Regions from separate parts of the Mus musculus genome. Here regions 1, 3 and 4 are each linked to region 2. Evidence: chromatin contacts called from public Micro-C, capture Hi-C and promoter capture Hi-C data. All regions are on one chromosome and are shown on one strand. Each heading gives the region's core, a stretch centred on a gene start, on an enhancer-like site or on the middle of the called end of the contact. The rest is flanking DNA. Distances are from core to core; before and after follow the strand shown. Region 1 holds the start of Rngtt (RNA guanylyltransferase and 5'-phosphatase). Region 2 holds the start of Rragd (Ras-related GTP binding D). Region 3 has its middle 22 kb from the start of Pnrc1. Region 4 holds the start of Bach2os (BTB and CNC homology 2, opposite strand).

Evidence for each region. Promoter capture Hi-C pulls out the DNA fragments that hold promoters and counts their contacts. Hi-C and Micro-C count contacts between places; a contact is called where the count stands out from the background. Capture Hi-C pulls out chosen DNA fragments and counts their contacts.
Region 1: a contact with region 2 is called in a capture Hi-C map of macrophages, with 6 times the contacts expected there. The contact joins the promoter of Rngtt here to the promoter of Rragd in region 2. A contact is called at or near these places in 15 of 39 promoter capture datasets (the 3T3-L1 cell line, the C10 cell line, the HPC-7 cell line and 8 more), 4 of 484 Hi-C or Micro-C datasets (the N1E-115 cell line, embryonic stem cells and granulocyte-monocyte progenitors), 8 of 115 datasets of contacts at active chromatin or transcription factors (cardiomyocytes, effector CD8 T cells, embryonic stem cells and 1 more) and 2 of 9 other capture datasets (embryonic stem cells and macrophages).
Region 3: a Micro-C map of embryonic stem cells shows a contact between it and region 2, with 1.9 times the contacts expected there. The contact joins the enhancer-like site here to the promoter of Rragd in region 2. A contact is called at or near these places in 2 of 39 promoter capture datasets (the HPC-7 cell line and embryonic stem cells), 1 of 484 Hi-C or Micro-C datasets (embryonic stem cells), 3 of 115 datasets of contacts at active chromatin or transcription factors (all in embryonic stem cells) and 1 of 9 other capture datasets (embryonic stem cells).
Region 4: a contact with region 2 is called in a promoter capture Hi-C map of the C10 cell line. The contact joins the promoter of Bach2os here to the promoter of Rragd in region 2. A contact is called at or near these places in 2 of 39 promoter capture datasets (the C10 cell line and pre-B cells) and 5 of 115 datasets of contacts at active chromatin or transcription factors (embryonic stem cells, epiblast stem cells, memory CD8 T cells and 1 more).

The regions. Positions count from the first base shown.
Region 1 is chr4:33,308,645-33,311,721 of GRCm38.p6, forward strand. It overlaps Rngtt (RNA guanylyltransferase and 5'-phosphatase), which reads left to right and starts at 1,667. Exons shown (of 16, transcript NM_011884.3): 1 at 1,667-1,880. The coding sequence starts at 1,817.
Region 2 is chr4:32,981,654-32,984,885 of GRCm38.p6, forward strand. It overlaps Rragd (Ras-related GTP binding D), which reads left to right and starts at 1,345. Exons shown (of 7, transcript NM_027491.2): 1 at 1,345-1,954. The coding sequence starts at 1,810.
Region 3 is chr4:33,269,245-33,272,691 of GRCm38.p6, forward strand. No RefSeq gene overlaps it. Among named protein-coding and RNA genes, the nearest start is that of Pnrc1, 22 kb to the left of the region's middle. Within about 2 kb of position 1,282, at least 22 of the 459 cell types and tissues checked have an H3K27ac peak or open chromatin away from gene starts, as enhancers often do. A contact at or near this core is called in embryonic stem cells, where this site is marked.
Region 4 is chr4:32,570,245-32,573,776 of GRCm38.p6, forward strand. It overlaps Bach2os (BTB and CNC homology 2, opposite strand), which reads right to left and starts at 1,418. Exons shown (of 5, transcript NR_026843.1): 1 at 1,340-1,418. All of the region lies in intron 3 of Bach2 (BTB and CNC homology, basic leucine zipper transcription factor 2), which reads left to right.

The sequences.
Region 1 (3,077 bases), core at 417-2,916, 330 kb after region 2:
GGAACTCTGGAGAAACTCAGGCTGACATCCCTGGCTTGCTCAGCTAGCTTCCCTATACAGCCTTGCCAGTTGATTTTGGTGTTCAACCTCCTGGTTGCAAGTCCCTAGAAAACCTCTATCTTCAAAAATTAAAAAATTTTTACATTACAATTCATAACAGTAGCAAAATTAAGTTATGAAGTGGCAACAAAAATAATTTTATGGCTGGGGCCCCATATCATGAGGAGCTGTATTAAAAGGGTCTCGGCATTAGGAAGGTTGAGAACCACTAACCCATCGGATCAGGAATGGCTTGGCTCTCTGCCATTGATTAGTGTCATAGTTTGGGGTTCCATTGCTGTGAAGTCACACCATGACCAGGACAACATTTAATTGTAGCTGACTTACAGGTTCAGATGTTCAGTCCATTATCATAAAGGCATGAAACATGGCAGTATCCAGGCAAACATGGTGCTGGAGAAAGCTGAGAGTTCTATGTCTTGATCCAACTGCGGCTAGGAGGAGACTGTCTCTGCCAGACTTGATCATGTGCGAGCGTGCGTGCGTGCGCGCACGCGTGCACACACACACACACACACACACACACGCACGCACACACACAGAGACCTCAAAGCCCACCCCACAGTGACACACTTCCTCTAACAAGGCTACACCTCCTCCAATAAGGCCATACTTAACAGTGCCCCTTCCCATGGGCAAAGCACAGTCAAACCACCACAATTAGCAATCAAGAAAATGCCCAATAGACAGGGCCACAGGTCAATTAGGTCCTCAATCGAGGTTTCCTCTTCTCAGGCATGTCAAGTTGATGACTGAAGGGATTATAAGGAAGAACCAGCTTGCTCCTAGTGGCCCACAACCAAGCTTATAGCTACAGCTTTTCATATGGTGTTTTAAATCTCAAGAATGGGCGAAGCCGGGTGTGGTGGCGCAAGCCTTTGATCCCAGCACTCGGGAGGCAGAGGCAGGTGGATTTCTGAGTTCGAGGCCAGCCTGGTCTACAAAGTGAGTTCCAGGACAGCCAGGACTATACAGAGAAACCTTGTCTCGAAAAACCAAAAAAAAAAAAAAAAAAAAAAAAAAAAAAAAGGTGAAAACCAGCAATAAACAAAACAAACAAACACCACATCAAAACCATCTGCTCCAGAAATGATAGTCTTAAGGCTTCTGGAACTAATTTTTGATGTTTTATGGGTCGTCGGAAGCACGTCCCCTACACTTCGCCAAAAAAAGAAAACTCATTTATAATAACCTAGACTCTGGTTTTCCGGACTTTTTGATGCAGGTAAAGGGAGGATTCTCAAATGACCCAGATCCAGCAGAGACATCAAATTTGAGCTATGATTAACGGAAAAGCACTTTTTCACCTGTGAAATACCCTTCTGAATGTAGCAGGTCAGTCCACAGGTGGAAAGAAGCTTGGATTCCTTCTACTTTGGGGGTTTCTCCGGTTTAGATGGAAAAAAAGAGACACCAGTCATTAGAGTACTCACAAAGGCAAAACAGGGGCGGGGCGTGGCAGAGGCCGGCGCCCTGAGATACAGGGGCGGGGCTGAAGGGGGCGGGCCAGGTGGAACCGCCTATCTAGTTCTCAGCAGCTTCCCCTCCCTCACTTGGGCGGGGCTTCCATTTCGCCTGACCTCGGAAGAAAGGGGGCGGGCCCTTTGGGGCGGAAGTCGCAGTGCATTGTGGGTTCGCCGGGAGCCGCGGAGTCGAACCTGAATGAAAGTGGCGCGCCGCTGAGGACCCGGGTAGAGCTGCTGCCGTTGGGGTCCGGGCTGGTTTGCTGTGGAGCTATCGGCGAGGCGGCACAGACATGGCTTACAACAAGATCCCGCCGCGGTGGCTGAACTGTCCGCGGCGCGGTCAGCCGGTGGCAGGTACCCGGGAGGGGGCTGCGGGAGGGTTCGAATCTCACTGCGCCGGCCGGGCCTGGGGGACCGCGCGCTTGGTGGTCGCCAGTCGGGACTCCCGCAAGGCGGAGGAGTGAGGACCGGAGGTGGACCAGACGCTTCTAGAGCTTAAAGTTTGTGAACCTCTTTGTGATATTTTGGAGACTGGGTCTCGCTGTCTTGGCGAGACTTGTTTTCGGAAAGAGAGTAGCTGGGTGTGAGCCTGGAAATTGAAGGAAAGCTTAAAGAGACGCGAGGCTGGATAGCGGGGGACTTTTGGTTTTGTTATTAAAAATTGACTTTTTGCGGAATGTTGCCATCTTGAGTTTGACGTATAGTGGACTCATCCCCGAACTTGCGAGCTGGGATTATAGGCTCGGGTCACTGCTTGGCTAAAAGAACAGTGACTTCAAAGTGTACAGTTTGATAGTTTTGGACCACACACATGTATTCCAGGGAATACACATGAAATAACGGAGGCACAGTTCTCTGAATCCGTGGAGACATCGCACATGGTAACTTTAAAGGACCAGGCTCCACAGTTACCAGCAACCGGGTTAGATAGCAATTAGGAACTTTGTCTGCTGGACCTAGAAGCCAAAAACATTTTTGTGATTAAAATTGAGGAAGGAATACAAGTTCTGTTTTCACAGGATTTACTCAGCTATAGAGTAATTATCGGGCAGGTGTTTGCAAAGATCTGCTAAGTCTCCTTATCGGAGTTATGAGACATAAGCGTTTCCTTTCTCTCTTTTTAGCTATCTGAACACCAGGCAAAATACAGTGAGCTGTGGCTCCCTATTGAGGAGCTAGCTGGTACCCACACTCTCTTAGAAGCCCACACCCTTGCTTTCTGGTTGTCTTTATTCTGAGTGACTCTCTTTTTCTTTTCTTTCTTTCTTTTTTCTTTTTTTTTTTTTTGTTTTGTTTTGTATTTTTTCGACACAGGGTTTCTCTGTATAGCCCTGGCTGTCCTGGAGCTCACTTTGTAGACCAGGCTGGCCTCGAACTCAGAAATCCGCCTGCCTCTGCCTACCGAGTGCTGGGATTAAAGGCGTGTACCACGCCCGGCTTTTTCTTAACTCTTGAGCTAAAACCTGTATATTAAAACTGTAACTTTTTGTTTTAAAGCTGTGCTGGGTAACACAAAGCAGGAAGTTTTAGGATGGAGCTTATGTGAAGATT
Region 2 (3,232 bases), core at 95-2,594:
CTTCCGGTGGGGAGAGTAACGAGAGTCGGCTTTCTCCATCCACCCTTTGGCCTCCACTTGGTTTCAGTCTTCCTTTGCCCACGGGTTTCTGGGTGTGTTGGACCAATGGCAGTCATTCCCAGGAGACCACACAGAGATAGGAAGAAGGAAAGCAGCCAGGGCCCTCTTCTGTTATCTGCTTGGCCAGAGGGTGGGGAGGGTGGGGGCGGGGATGTGGGGTGGTGTGGGGGTGCTGCTACCTGGCTGCTCTACAGAACTGGCTCCCTTCACTTCCTCCCACTAAATTTGGAGGTGGTGTGAGCTTCCCACCTGATAATCTTTGACTGTACTCCCTAAATTCTGCTGCTTATATATCTGCAAAACTGTTTCTTCGCTCAAAAGCCTTTTTCAGTTCACATCTTTGTATGTGGCATAGGAACGACCTTGACCATGCAGACAAGAGTTCTACTGCCTCTCCTTGGAGAAGCTTTCCTGTTGAAAGCAGCCACCCAGTTAGAAGAAATCCAGGACATGCGTCACGGATTAGTAACCCTATTCCTACCCAGATTTTTCCGAGGACCCCTAGGAAGCCCTGTCCCGGGCCGCAAGTGTCCAGGCTGAGCTGCCTTTCTCCCCACCTGCTGAGCTGCTGGCACCTGCAGGATCCGGATCACCTTGCTGGCCCGCTGTTTAACTGAAGGAAGTTTATGCACGTGACTTTCTCCTCTCTCTCTCTCTCTCTCTCTCTCTCTCTCTCTCTCTCTCTCTCTCTCTCTCCCTCTCTCTCTCTCCCTCTCTCTCTCCCTCTCCCCCTCCCTCCCTCCCTCCTCTTCTCTCCCTCACCCCCCACCCCAGAAAAGGGTGCTCACACTGTGCTGAGCAGCTGGCGAAGGAGGAGAGCACCTCCTCATCCCACATCGCTTCTATTCCAATCTGAGAGCTGCCCCTCACCTCCCACAAAAGCCCTAAAACACGTGGGACTACACCAATGAGACAATAGCAGTTGGGGCATAAGAAGCCCCGAGGGCGTTATACACTTTAGGTTTTCCCGAAGGTTGCAAAGGAATCATTTAGTATAGCATGTTTATATATAAATCACGAGACATGTGACTTCTCCGGAAACATGTCTACGTAGACCACAGTTTGGAGTATTCTTGCTGGGAAATCCTTTGAACTAAAAGGCACTTTAGGAGGCAGCTGCTATGGAAACTACCCCACCACTGTGCACTTCTCCCAGCTCCCGCAGGCTGGAGTGGCGGTGGGGGTGGGGCCTGAGTACCGCACAGTTGAGGGGCAGCCTAGTGGGGGTGGGGTAGACTGGGGTGGGGTGGAGGTGGGTGGGGTGGAGGTGGGTAGGGTGTGGGTAGAAAGCCTGAAGACCGCAGCACAAGCCAGGGGCACTGCAGAAAGCAGGCGGCAGGGTCCGGGTGGTCCCCGGGCCACGCTTGCAGAGAAAGCGAGCAGAAGTCCCCGAGGGCGGTGGCCAGTGCGCTCTGGACACCCGAATTCTCTCTAGGGGGAGAACGTGTGTGGCCGAGCAAGCGGTGGCTGCGGCCGGCGAGCGCGCGCCCGGTGGTGCTGCGTGTGTGTGTGTGTGTGTGTGTGTGTGTGTGTGTGTGTGTGTGTGTGTGACAAGCGTCAGGTGACTCGGGTCACGCAGTCACTCCCTCGCGCTCCCGGGGAGAACTGCCGCGCTCCGGCTGGCTTCTCGGGCAGCAGCGGCAGGGAGGGGGCTGGGCTCCACTGCCACCCCCTTGCTCACCAGGCGCGGCCCCAGGGCGCTGCGGGCCACTCGGCCCACGCGGGACCTTGGAGGCAAGCGTGGGCGTGATGAGCCAAGTGCTGGGCAAGCCGCAGCCGCAGGGTGAGGACGGCGGCGAGGACGAGGAGGAGGATGAGCTGGTGGGGCTGGCGGGCTACGAGGATGGGCCCGAGTCCTCGGACGCCGAGCTGGACAGCGGGCCGGAGGAGGGAGGTGAGCCAACCGGCCGAGCGCTCGCGGTCCCCGCCCTGGGAGCGATGTGTGTGTGTGTGTTGGGGGTGGGGGGGATGCGGGACGCGCGGGTCCGGGGCGCTGCGGTGGGGGAGGGGAGCGGCCGGGCTGCAGACGGCGGCGGGGAGCAGGGTCGGATGTCGAGCTAAAAGAAGCAGCTGGCGGCAGCGTGCCGGCTGGGTCGCCCACAGCTGCGCGTGTCATTCTTCCCCGCCGTGGCCGCGGGAGGGTCTGCGGCGTGGGACCGGGGCGCTGGGGCGGGGCCCGCGCTGCAGGTGGTATCCGCGTCTCCCGGGAGACCGCGGGGTTCTAGGTCCCCAGACACCCTGAATGCATCTCGTGTCGCACCCGGGGGTGGGCGCCTGGCGAGCAATCCTTGGCCGCTGAAGCCAACTGTTTGTTGTTGCCGAAGGAGCTGAAGTTAGCCTTTCGGATTGGGGGCTGCTTGCATTTCATTCCCGGGACACAACAAAGAAGTTGAGTTTAGGATTCCAGAATGTTTTTCTTTAATTTAAAAAAATTTTTTTTCCCCACAAAAGCGGAAGGTCACTTTAAAAGGTCAGTTGAACGGGGCTGTTAACGTTCTCCGAGTTGTAAATATCCCAGAGAAAGGATTAATCTCTTTAGTGTCTCACACTAAAGAAACCGAGGAATGAAAGTACCCGTGACAGGAGTTTTAAGAACTTTTATTGAGAATCTATCGAACGGAACTTAAAATTCTCTCTACAAAGCCTTTCTCGGAAGACAGTTTTGATTTTGCGTCTGGCAGGTACTTCAGTGAATCAGAAAGGGAATACAGTTAACTAAGACTTAAGTCTGGCAGATGAAAAACAGCTTTTCAAGTCGCCTCATTTCCTGGCTTTTCTCCAGAGAGGACTAGTGCTGGCTCCCCGTTATTTAAACTTGTGTGTGCACCTCTGCGCTCCACTCATCCGCACTTCCCTTAATTAGTCCCACGGTCGATCGTTCAGCCACTTTTTTTTTTTCCCAAAAAAATTAAATTGCTCAGGTACTTTACTATTATATAGCATTTGGTAGATCCGCCCAGGGAAAGGCTGAGTGGGATTGTATTGGCAAGGCATTTGCAAAGATAGGTGCACAGTAGCTCCCTATTGTGGTAGTTTAAAGAGAGAAAGAAGATCCTATTCTAGAGGGGAAAGCCAGTTATTTGATACTGTCCTGGGGGCCAGAGAGTTTGCAAGGAAGGGGCAGAACCTATTTTCTGTAGTCTTTTTATTGGAGGGCCTGGGGGCTCTTTTG
Region 3 (3,447 bases), core at 32-2,531, 290 kb after region 2:
TCAGTTCCTGGTTGAAGGTCTGGCCCGTCGTGCAGGGGAAGTCAAGGCAGCTGGAAGTTGAAGCAGCTGATCACATTTGTTGGGATCAGGGTTTAAGCCAAGGAAACTTTAAAATGAAAGCTTTATTTTCTGAGTACTCAAGAAGGCGCGCAATTTGGGAATCTCAACTGTATCCCTAAAGGGAGAGTGTACAACATTTTTAAAGCATGGGAACACAAAGCAAGGGGGAGGCTGGGGGGAGGGGGAGCTCCAATTGTATTTTAACAGTATGGGTTAAGCAAGGTAGTATCCGTATCCAAGATACCTGGCTTCGAGGTCCTTAATTCATTCTCTTAGACATTATGTCTGGCGCTCAGAGTGAGAAGGGGACAAAGGAGCAGGCCAGCTGCATGTAATTAATTAGGGCAGAACAGGCGATTGGTTATGCATTTTTACAACTTATGCACCCTGGTTTAGACAACAGCAATTTCTATAGTCTTTATTTTGTTAAAAAAAACCAAAAAACCAAAAACATTGGAGAAGTGGGCTAGGTGTTCATTCCTAGGCCTGGAAACTTGAACTTGTTTCATCCTGCCAGCAAGATGAAGAAGTTGTCCTTGGGATGGCTGGATTCAGACAACTGTCTCCTTATGAAAGACCCACAATGTGAGGGCTCCCCCACGTTCTGACTCAGGAGAGGCGACACCCCAAAATCACCCACAAGAAACGGGTCTTGCTGCAAATTGTAAGAGGATTTTTATTCAAGAGCGCTCTCGGGCCCATGGTCATACACCACACAGGGGTAGAGGACCGTGGCGCCCCGAGTAGCTGGGTAAGGGGGTATTTAAAAGAAGAAACCACAACTTAAGGAAGTGGGGAGGGCGTTGTTGGAAGATACCAAAGATACCAGTTAAGAGTCACAAGGAAGTGTAAAGTTACAAGAGTCACAAGGAATACCTGGTAATTGTTAACTCTCAGGACTGCTTCTAAGAGCCCCTAACAATAGCACATTTGCATTGCAGGTTCTGGGTGACTTTCTTTGAATGAGCACTCTTTGAACCCAGGAAGCGGGTGGGTGGAGGAATGTCGCTATGTGTTTTATGATTAGCATACCTTTACAAAGGCCACATTCCCAAGCCTGGGCCTAAAGGCCTAGAATTCTGTTTTTATGTTGTTATACTTTCACTTACAAGTTGTCCCTGAGATGTCTGGACTCAGACAACTGTTTATATCACAAGCTGTTCCGCTATAGGGAAGTCCTCAGCTCCCCTAGGGCCTGGGACCTTGAGTTTAGTTTCTGAAAACGAAATGGTAGTACATAGAATAAGTTTCTTTTGCTTGTTCCCAGCCTTAAGTCTCAGAAAAAGAGAGCGACGCATACTTGTTACTACCTAGCAACCCCTCTACACAGTTCAGGATCCCGTCTAAGGAATAGTCCCAGGCCCAATTAAGATGTGTCTTCCCGCATAATAAGATAGTTAAGAAACCCCCCACAGCCATGCTAGGATGCTACCTGTGTCTGCCTCTCTGTTATGGTAGTCAGGCCCCTTGTGCACTGAGCTGGCCTGAATGTCGGCAAGAAACTTAGCCAGGCGTGGGTGAGCATAGTGCAGGAGCTTGGTCAGTGACAGTGACAAGTGTGTGCGCAACCCACACCTGGGAACAGCTTCAGGGCACTGGTTCATTTGCTGGGGGTGTGGGGGGGGTGTAAAGCAGATATTAATGCTCCTGGGGAGGTGGCCAGGGTCTCTAAGGCAAGGGTTATGTGACTGTGCCCCTTTGGCCAAGGCAGGGATGTTGGATGATGCTCCATCTACATACTTAGGGGTTGTAGAGTCCCAGCTGGGAGGGACAAACCTTATATGGTCAACCAAGGACTGAAACCTGATAAGTCTCAGGGTGATAAATCATTCCTAGGGTTGCTGGTGGGTTAGCTGGCTTTATGGGGCCAGGATGGGAGGGGGTAGCCAACTCCTGCCTTCTGATGTTTGAAGTATCCAGTGTTGAAGTTCCCTGAAACCTTCCTTCGTAACCCTGGGCCATTATGGCCGTACACTAGGAGTCCCATCTTTTAGGTGATTTTAGATCCTATCAAAGTGCCAGTCAAAACAAACCATCATAGGAGTTTGAGACCAGCCGGAGTTATGTGAGACCCTGTCTCAAAAATCCACATCCTCACCATAAACAAATTGTGTGTGCGTGCACATGTATGCATATGTGTGTGTGTGTTTCATATGTGACCTCATTGGTGAGGTTGGTGGCAAACTTCTGTAAGTCCCACTTAGTCTCATGTAGTTCAGGCTGGCCTTCAACACCATATGTACCTATGGATAAACTAAATGCCTGATCCTCCTGCTAGGTTTACAGGCTAGCATTCTTGACTTTCAAATTTTATTTTGTTTTCCAAATGAATCATCTCCGTGTTGTTAATAATAATAGGGTTCCTCTACTTTTTTCAAATACTTTGTTTTTACATACTCAGTGTCTATAAATGGGATTTTTAAAAAACTTTGAGTCCAGTCTTGCTTTGTAGCCCAGACTAACTTAATTTACTCTGTAGCTCAGGCTGGCTTGAAACTCACAGCAAGCCTCCTGCCTCAGCCTCCAGAGTGCTGGGATTACAGTAAATGGAAAATGCCGAGGTTGTGTCCAGAAGTGAAAATGAAACCAGGGAAGGGGAAAGTGGATGAGCAGGGGGCGTTGTTTCCAGCAGAGATGGGGAAGGGGCAGGAGAGGCTGAGGGGTGGGACTTCCTAAGTGGAGGTGGGGAGTGGGGGTATTAAAAAAATAAGCTGGCAGAGGAACATTCCACTTCCTGTCATGTAAGTTTTCTTTCTACTCTGGTCAGTAAGTTTTGGAGTCTAGGTGAAGCTACACAGGGTAAAGATCAGGGGAGCATTACTTCAAGGGAGGTCTTGAACTTCTAGAAATCTAGCAATTCTCTCTGGCCTCAACGGTGCTGGGATTGCAGGCATATCCCATCTCGACTGGCTCCCAGGACTCTTAATCAATAGAATTCAGCCAACAAGAGGCTGAGACAGTTCAGGCCAAAGCCTTGTGAAAGATAAAGGCCTCTGTGCTCTTGAACCCTTGGAAAACTTGATCATAACTCATCATCCTGCTGAAGTGACCAGAAGAGAACCCAAACTCTGCGACCACATGATTACCTCTGCCATGTCCACAAAGTGCAGAGCCCAGACTTCAGACAGAAGCATGTAGAGTTCTGCCCAAGCAGACTTGTCCCACTTCCACCCTTTCCTGTCCTGCAGCCAGCATTTTTAGAAGTAATTTCTTATGCATCAGTAGCACCTCTTTATCCATCCAATATAGGATTAATATCCAAAATAATAAAAAAAAAGAATCACAAAACACTGATTAAAAAAATCAAGGAACCAGGACTGGAGAGTTGACTCAGTTGTTAAGGACACTTATCACTCATGCAGAGGACCCTAGAGTTTGTTGAGGTTT
Region 4 (3,532 bases), core at 168-2,667, 410 kb before region 2:
CTATTCCTCTGTCTCCAAGCCTTAACCAAAAACCAAAGCAGTCCACAACTAAAGAGATTCATCGCCTACAAATCTCCCAGGCCTGTCTACCGTGCAGCCTCCCTGCCCAGAGTCCACTGGCCATAACAGCAGGCTATTCGGACAGGTGGGGGCGAGAGTTAGCAGAATGTTTCATTGTGTCATATTGTCTACTCTGTGCTGTCTCTGGGGACCCAGAGAGTAAACACCTCTGATGAGAAGTACCGTCTGGAAGGATATGTTAGGCAGGAGCACTGACTCAAACAGCAAGCTGTACAAGCTTGTGTACGTTGTATTAATCTCCTGGAGGAAAGAGCAGAGGCGTGAGCTTTCTCGCAGCTGGTCGGCTTTCCAAGACGTTGTCACATTACCTAGTTTTCAGCCCTGTGTGGGGTACATGGATGCACACAAAAGCTTGTGAAAATATTCCTCTGGAAAGGCCCAGGGCTGCCCCTCATCTCCAGGAATGCCCGCCCGTTGCCTTGGAAACAGCCGAGGGCTGAGGTTGAGCCTCCGCATCCCTTGAGGAACAAGGCAGGTGCTCCCACCTGCTGGTCAGTGTAAGTTCCTCCTTGCTGTGTGGCTAGCAGATCTACAAACAGAACCCAGCACAAGAGTGAGGGCTCCCTTCCCCCTGAGAGAGAAGAAGATGTATGGCTGACTGTTTTCTTCTCCACTGACCGTCTTTAAAAACGAAGCCCGATTGCAACAATCCCTGATGAAATTCCATGTGTGGTTTGCTTTTGCTCCAAGGACTTTGACACTGCCATTGTTGATTTTCCCTTTCCCCCGCCAACCTTCCATCCTGTCTACCTGGTCTGTGTTTGCTGTCTAGATGGCTTTAAATACAGTAGCGCTCGGTGCGGAAGCCCTTTAGACTTTCCTTGTGATCTGCTCTGTGGCATGTTTTCTTTCTGCAAGTAAGCAAATACAGTCTGGAGCTGAAGTAAGATGGCTCTGCTGTCAGTGGAAATAGAAGTCCCCTGAGCCCCAAGGGTGCACAGCTTTTGTGATGCCCAGGTGCTATGTCTCCAACTGACGACCTGTGTGCTGCTGGGGCACCATCTAGGATCTGAGTGTCTGTTATCCAAAGCTTGGAAAATGGAGATAAACAGTGCACTGTATCATTGGAAGCCTAGGAGAAACAGCCCCACAGGCAAAGGCCTTTCCAACAGCCTGCAAAGGAGCCATTTGTCCTGCCTGCACTCACCACATGGGAGGCATAGTAAGTGCCACATGGAGTAAGTGCACAGCTAGGAAGTAACCCGACAGAATTTTCACCCGGCCCTAGGAAAGGCAAATGATTCTTTAGTGTGCTTACCTTTGTGCATGGTGATCAACTGGGCACAAATACCAGGACTGAGCCTCATGACTATCTGATGCAACCAACAGATAACTCCCAGATTCAGGGCAGACTAGCCATACCCTTGACCTCTTAAAGAACACAGACTCAACACTCCACCCTCTGAATCCTAACAGGAAGTTGCTTTCTTCACCAATAAACCCAGGCCCACATGCTTTCTCCAGTGACTCTTTTTCCTGAGAGATCTGTAAGATTCCTGGGCACGTCCTACACATGTCTAGCAAGCCTTTTGTGGGGACCCATCTGAATTGTGGAACAATACTGGAACAATAAAATGTGCTTTAGATTTTAATTTTTCATCATTGAATTTTTTGTAAATAACTTGTATAGATTACATTAGAAATATTTTATACACTGGGATAAATGACATGTTCTTAAAATGAAACTCACCTGGATTGTTTTGTTTTGTTTTGTTTTTACTTTATTTAATGTGGCCGCTTTCAATTTTTTGGTTTCTTGCAGGGGTGGGGGTGTTGGTTGAGTTTTTCTGAAACAAGCTCTCGGTATTTAACCTTGGCTAGGCTCAAACTCAGAGATCCACCTGCCTCTGCCTCTCAAGTGCTGGGATTAAAGGTGTAACACAACACACCTGACTGACATACACTTGTAAGTTTAGCCTCTCTGACTGGTGTTAGTATTAAAGGTTAGCCTAGCACATGACATTTAGGCTTACATTGCCATCTGCTGGCCAAGCCAAGAAATTGAATATGAGAAAAAAACCTAAGCAACCTGAGCTGGGTCTAATAGCCTGGGCTGGCCTGGAACTCCACAGGCCTCTGAGGGTGGCCTTAATCTTCCTGCCTCCACCTCCTCCCAAGTGCTAAGATTGCTGAGGTCATAACTGTGCAGGAGTTGCAGAAACAGATGTAACTGCAGAAGTTCCCAAACCATCAGCACCGCCTTAGCAAGGAAGGGCAGAGAGAAGCTGTTAAAAGTCACAGACCTGGGGCTGGAGAGATGGCTCAGTGGTTAAGAGCGCCAGCTGCTCTTCCGGAGGTCCTGAGTTCAATTCCCAGCACCCACACAGTGGTTCTCAACCATCTGTAATGGTATCTGAAGTCCTCTTCTGATGTGTCTAAAGACAGTGACAGTGTACTCAAATATATAAAATAAATAAATCATTTTTTAAAAATGTCACCGACCTGAACTCCAAACCCCATGGAGACTGACAAGGCCCTAGAGAGAGAGAGAGCCTGGGCTTGCTCTCAGCTTCTGCATCAGACACAAAGTCAATGTTTTCACACAAAACAATTAGGGTCTTCAGTAGCCCATGCTGGCCTTAAACTCAGTTTGTCAGTTTGTAGCTAAGGATGACCTTGAATTCCTAATTTCCATACCTTCACTTCTTGTGTTTATAGATGAGGACCACTCCCTGCATCAGGTCTCCATAGTTGCCGTTCTTACAAAATAATACATACTAAAATTAAACAACAGAGAAGACACCTCCAGAGTTGTGATATCCTCTCTTCATTGTTGTGGAGTTTTATTTATTTATTTCTATTTTATAGTTGTTTGTGTGTATGTCTGTCTGTACCACGTGTGTGTCTGGGGCCAACAGAGACCAGAAGAGGGTATTGGATTCCCTGAAACTGTAGCCACAGATGATTGTGAGCTGCCATGTATGTTCGTGTGTGTGTGTGTGTGTGTGTGTGTGTGTGTGTGCTGGAAATCAAACCTGGGTCCTCTGGAAGAATAGCAGGTGTTCTTAACTATCGAGCCATCTCTCCCACCCCTGCCATCCTCTCTTTTAAAAATATTTACCTTGACTTGTGAAGGACTTAAAAGTAGGAATCGTGCCTAAACCTTAATGGCTTACAGTAGCAGTGGTCATTCAACAGCTCTCACACGTTCTGTGTGTCAGGAACTGAGCTGGCCCTCATGAGCATTTCTGGCTCAGATCGGGTGTTGGCTGGGGTTACAGTCCTCTGCGGGTCTCAGTGGCTTCAAGAATTCACTTCTGGGCTGGCAAGGTGGTTCCTCGGGTAAAAGGGGCAGCCACTAAGCATGGAAACTGAGTGTCATTCCCAGGGCCTGTCTAGCTAGAGGAGTGAACTGAGTTCAGAATAATTAAATAAAACCTCATAAGCAATGAGCATGCTTCCATTCACAGAACTGGCAGGATAGTGCTGTGAGCTGGAGATGCCAGGTCTG